Regions from separate parts of the Triticum aestivum genome. Here region 2 is linked to region 1. Evidence: chromatin contacts called from public Hi-C data. All regions are on one chromosome and are shown on one strand. Each heading gives the region's core, a stretch centred on a gene start, on an enhancer-like site or on the middle of the called end of the contact. The rest is flanking DNA. Distances are from core to core; before and after follow the strand shown. Region 1 holds the start of LOC123103028 (protein AATF). Region 2 holds the start of LOC123103029 (two-component response regulator ORR9).

Region 1 (2,942 bases), core at 328-2,827:
CAAACTTCTAATCAAAATATAAAGTGATTCATGGTCAAAATTTGATGAATATTTATTTACATAATCGTATTATTATTGACAGGTAAATCATAAGATAACCTACTAGAATATTTATATCCCATTGCAATGCACGACATTGTTCTTGTCATAGCAGAAAGTCACTGTTTAGCGCTCGGTTCTTTTTTTTAGAAAACTTTTGCGCTCGGTTCTTCCCGAAATCACTAATTAAGGAGTACTCGTTGCAAAGAACACTCCACTTTCCCAGGTCGCGACAAGTGGCGCACATGCAGCGCGCCACTTGTCGCAACCTGGGAGTTTTCCCTTTTTTCGTAGATCCGTTTATTCAAAACGTTTTATCTCTTAAACCGTGCGTCCAAATCTTGAACTGTTTTCACCTTTGGATTTCTCACGTCGAGATCTTCAAAACTAGATCCCATGTTGATAGGTTTTGATGAACTTTTTTTTCACGAAAAAAATCGGACGAAAAAAACCGGGCGAAAAAACCGAACCGGGAGCATGGTTTTTTTCCTTTCCGAAAGAGGCACGTCCGTGCCTCTCGCGAAATCACAACCGTGCCTCTCGTGGAAGCAAAACCGTGACTCTCGTGGAAGGAAAAAAAACAGAAAACACGTTTTTTTTTCGTTTCCGAGAAGCACGGCCGTGACTCTCGCGAAAGCACAACCATGCCTCTCGCGAAAGCAAAACCGTGACTCCCGCGAAAGAAAAAAAACAGAAAACACGTATTTTTTCCCTTTCTAATAGGCACGGCCGTGACTTTCGCGAAAGCACAACCGTGCCTCTCGCGGAAGCAAAACCGTGACTCTACCGAAAGAAAAAAAAACAGAAAACACGTTTTGTTTTTCCCTTTCTGAGAGGCACGGCCGTGACTCTCGCGAAAGCACAACTGTGCCTCTCGCGGAAGCAAAACCGTGACTCTCGCGAAAGAAAAAAAACAGAAAACGCATTTTTTTCGTTTCCGAAAGGCACGGCCGTGACTCTCGCTAAAGCACAACCGTGCCTCTCGCGGAAGAAAAACCGTGACTTTCACGAAAGGAAAAAACGCGTTTTTTCGCGCAATTTTTTTTTTCGAATTTTTTTTGATCGAAAAGCTAAGAAAGACCGAGGGAAAACCAAAACGTCGAAAAACCCCGGAAAAAAACCGTTTAAAAAGCCGAAAACATGTGTGAAAAATAAAATAAAATCCGAAGAGAGCGTCCCGAGCGCGACACGTGGCAAATGGCTGAGAGCGCGCCAAATGGCGCTGATCGTTGCGAGGTTCCCGAAGGAGCGCTCGTTAACTAGTTGCTCCCGGTTCTTCCTCGCGGAATCAGACAATGCGCTGATGCGCTGGACAGAACGAGAGCCCAGCCCAACTAGCTTTTGGATGTAGATAGGCCCAACCCAACTACATTTTGTACATTCTCCAGGCCCAACACAACTACTCCCTCCGTTCCAAAATAGATGAGTCAACTTTGTACTAATTTTAATATAAATTTGAGTCATCTATTTTGGAACGGAGGGAGTAGCATTTTTTAGATAGGCCTAACTCAACTAGCAATATAGGCCCAACCCGATTAGCAAATTGCTCAAACCCCCAACTTTCCTCACCCCTAGGCGCTGGCGGTGCTGCATTCCCGAACTACCGAAGTCAATCGGCGGCGGCGCGGCGCCTGCACGTCGACGGCTGCCTTCTCAAGCGCGGAGCCTGCACATCGGCGGCTGACTTGACCCGCGTACGCCCCACCTTCCTAGCTTCTCCTGCCCCGCTTCATCCACCCCGCTGCTCGGCTGCGCCGTCCTGCCCCGCGACGCCGGAGAACTCCGGCGGTTGCCTCTCTTGCTCCCGCACGCCGCACCAGCCTAAGCTCTGCCGGCTGACTGAGGTGAGCTGGACAGGGATTACTTGCTTCTTTGGGGTTTTGCGGATACCCTTCCGGAGGCCTGCAACTGAAAGAGAAGCCTCTCCTTCCTCTTCCGTCTCGTCAGGCAAGCTTCCCCTCCTCTTTCCGCCGAGGAGGAGATGGCGCCACTCGCACCCAAGCGCCGCAAGGCAGCACCTTCCCCTTCTCCTCCCCTTTCGGAGGCTTCTTCCGACTCCGGCAGCGACTCCGACCTCAACCTCCACGACAACTCCGACCCAGAGGACGGCTTCTTCCCCGCAGGGAGCGCTGCCAATGACGGCGACCAAGATTTCTCTGACGTAACTCTCCTCCCCCTCTCATTTTCCTTTTGTTCATATACTTGGATTGCTTAGCTACTTTGTGCCTGTCTCTCTTTGGTTAGAGCGACGAGGAGAGCGACCATGAGGAGGAGAGCGACCATGAAGAGGAGGATGATGGTGAGCTGGGGGAGCTCGAGGAGGAGTATCGCACCCTCCAGGCCAATCAACAGTAATGTTCCCTTCCACCCGTCCTCCACATGCCTCACTTTCACACGGTTTACTTTACAATCTGCTTCATGATCTTACTTGCATTTCTTCTCTTCTAGTTCCGCATAAGCACACATTTTTCTTTCACGCGCAGAAGCATTCTTCAGACCTTGAAACAGCACAGGGATGATGATGTCTCGAGAGGCCAGGCAGTCAAAAACCAAAATGTATCCTTCACATTCATTGTACTTAAGCTTTCAAACTATTAACCTTTACATCCAATTTCTGTTTACTGAAGGCGCTATGGGATAAGACCCTGGAAATGAGATTCTTGCTGCAAAAGGCATTTACCACTTCAAACAAGCTTCCCAAGGTCTGTTTCTCTCCCATGGCCGTAACATCCATCTTCATTTATTCATCGTAATTGATTTTACTTCTGAAGAATGCATGATTGTAGGCCACATTCTAATGTATATACTGTTCTGTTCTTGCAGGATCCCACCAAGTCAAGGTTCTGCAGTCACGATAAGGAGATAGAGCAAGCATACGTTGATCTGTTGGACTCGTCGAAACA
Region 2 (2,942 bases), core at 265-2,764, 160 kb before region 1:
TTACTGCCGCTAATGGTGACGGTATCGCTGCTGCTGCTGTTGTTTGTGAGGTTGGTCTCGCTGTTGCTTAGCAGGTCTTCGTCCTGGTGGCAGTGCTCCTTGCATCTGCTTTTCATTATGTGGGGCTTGAGCTTGCTCATGTCTGATAGCCGTACTGGTTTTAGGAAGAACTCATTTGCTCCTTCCTCCAGGCATCTGATTCAGAACAAACAAAACCGTAATTGTCAGAGTTCATTCTAAGATCCTACTATATTTCTTTACAGCTTTATTTATGTCCATATATTTGGGTTTTTACTCCATATGCGCCGATAGAAATAGACAAGTGGCACTGGTGAGTTGTCTGCTACTATAACCCTTTTTATATAGAGATAATCGACTCGAAAGATCGACAACCGTATCATTCCATATCTTTACTATTTATTTGACACTAAATATTTCATGATAGAATATGAGCACGACGTGAGCTGGGTGGGGGTTGTTCCTTTATTAGAAGGCATGTGACCCCAAATCAATAAAGGATTCCAAGAGATCTTGGTGTCTAAATTTAGATCAAGGTCTATCAAACATGTAGTAATAACAGATGAGACTATCTGAATCTTTTCTAACGGTGGTTCAGCTATAAAGTTTCTAAATCAGCACCATCAATAATCAATCTGGTTTCCAAAACAAACAAGATTTTGGGTCCGTAACCGTGCTCACCTGTTGATTCTGGAAGGTATGTTCTCCGATGACATGATCACAACCGGGATGTCCCTGAAAGACGACGACTCCTGATTCAACAAAAGCCAGATGGAGACCATTAGCCACCATGCTCTTCAGGCTTGAGCAGACCAAATCAAACTAAAAAAAAAAGGGCTGGTACCTTGATCTTCTTGAGCAGATCGTACCCTGTCATCCCAGGCATGCAGTAGTCGGTGATGATGAGGTTCACGTTCACCTCGACGTCCTGCTTAGGACCAAACCCAAAATTAATCAATCAGAAACAGTTTCAGAGCACTAGTACTGTGGCTGCGCACATGATAGACCATCTGTCTTCTTACCAGTTGGTCCGCATGGACAGAAGAAATGGAGGCGTCCTCGCCATGGAGCCCCAAGAACTCGAGAGCCTTGGTCCCAGAATCCACGGTGGTAACTGCGGAAACAGAGACTCTGCCTCAGATGCCATGGCATAGCAGGAACACAACTTCGTATGCTGCAAATGAAATTGATTGATACCTTGGAAAGAAGATGTCTTGAGGAGCCTCTCAATGAGCTTCCTGTCGAGGACGCTGTCATCCACGGCCAAGACATGGAACGGAGCCTCCGCGATCGCCACCGCCATCGGAGAAGAAAGAGAGAGCGTGTGTTTTGTGTGATGGAGGAGGATGCTATGAGGAGAAAGCAAGGATGGTAGAGTTAAGGCAGGAGGTGTGTGCGCTTGGCATGAGAGAGAGAGAGAGAGAGAGAGAGAGAGAGAGAGAGAGGGCTTTCCAGGAGCGTGTGGGTGGAGTCGAGTTTATATGCACCGGAAGCACATGAGAAAGGATTCCAGGGAGATATGGGGTGGGGAAAAGGTGGGTGGAGAAAACAAGTGTGATGACCAAAGGAAATCCCGCCTCATGGAAAGCAAGATCCGGGCCAGATTTCCCCCAAATCTTGCCATGAATTGACTCCACCATAGAATAGACCTGGCAGGCCCATCAGCCACAGCAAAGCCATGGTCCACCATTTTCTCTTGTTCCCTTCCCTTTCTTTCTCGTTTCCTGGCCTGTCCTCTTGCTTGCTCGGCTGACCTGAAAGGAAGATTTGGGGTCGCTTCTGGCGATTTGGTAAAGCGGAGAAAAGATGAGGAGATCTTCCACAGGTGTGACCTTGCGGTTTGATGCGCGTCCATCTCATCTGTTGGTTTTTTCCCCTTCCTTTCCCTTCCCTGTATAAAATCTGTTGGTGGTGCATCACTAGTTGGTTCCTACCCGGGACGTCGAGTCTGCAGTACAGACGTGTTACGACCAGCTGCGAGTTATGTGGCTCCACATAATAGTATGCGGTGTTGCCAATCAGTGGCAGTTCACTTGAAAGGGTGTGGGCGATGATGTTTCTTTTTTAACTCTCTGCAGTGAACAAACATAGCAAATCTGACGGCTTGGGGTATCAATTTATGATGTTGCGAGTATGGCAATTTCCTTCGGTAGATTGTGTCTTGAAAGGTTGTGGGCGATGATGTTTTGCTACAAATCTGACGTCGGATTTTCTAGCATGACAAATCCCTGATGTGCTTAGTCTTTTTTGCCAGGACTTGATATGCTTGCTGAAGAAAATTGTCATGCTCACGACAATATAATTTGTCATTCCGAGCATCATATTTGACATGCTTAAAAGTCCACCGTTAGATTTTTAATATTTCCGATAGAAATTAGAGGTCATTACCCCTTAATAAAAAAACGAGTGCCTATTCATCGGGCACCCAGGGAAAAAAACCAGTGTCAACCGTTAGATGACCATCTAACGACCAAGATCGTGCGTGGAACTATTCCTGTTCAACCTTCACATGTAGCCGGTCGCGCTTCTCATTACCCCGCCCTCCCTTAACCCGCGGTGCTGCCTCCACCCCTGGCCATCCCTTAAAGGTCTCGAGCAAAAAAAAATCCGCCAAGCCCGCAACCCTCCCCCTCCCCTCACCCTAAACATAGGGCTAAAATTCAACATCTGCATGTAGTTTGGTTGCCTGCATTAGGCTTCCTGCATCAAGGAAGCAATTTCTACTACGTTTTTTGGTTGCCCGTGTCGCTGTTGTTAGACAAATAGCATGTTGTTTGGTTGCAAACGGCATAAGGTGTGACTTCACACTAGTGGTGACCTTACCACACACACTAGTTGAACAACGTCTTGTTCTAGCTAGGAAACAAATGACAGTTTATCTTAACTATTAACAAATGGCAGTACAAATTATTAAGAGCCATATG

The links. A called contact is a pair of places that touch in the nucleus more often than the background predicts.
Region 2: a contact with region 1 is called in a Hi-C map of leaf, with 5 times the contacts expected there. The contact joins the promoter of LOC123103029 here to the promoter of LOC123103028 in region 1. A contact is called at or near these places in 2 of 5 Hi-C or Micro-C datasets (both in leaf).

The regions. Positions count from the first base shown.
Region 1 is chr5A:296,841,939-296,844,880 of IWGSC CS RefSeq v2.1, reverse strand. It overlaps LOC123103028 (protein AATF), which reads left to right and starts at 1,577. Exons shown (of 12, transcript XM_044524516.1): 1 at 1,577-2,200; 2 at 2,284-2,390; 3 at 2,523-2,595; 4 at 2,667-2,741; 5 at 2,863-2,942. The coding sequence starts at 2,021.
Region 2 is chr5A:297,003,436-297,006,377 of IWGSC CS RefSeq v2.1, reverse strand. LOC123103029 (two-component response regulator ORR9) reads right to left here and starts at 1,514. Exons shown (of 5, transcript XM_044524517.1): 1 at 1,216-1,514; 2 at 1,041-1,132; 3 at 863-946; 4 at 700-770; 5 at 1-195. The coding sequence starts at 1,321. It overlaps LOC123103030 (DNA-directed RNA polymerases IV and V subunit 5B), which reads left to right. Exons shown (of 4, transcript XM_044524518.1): 4 at 1-294.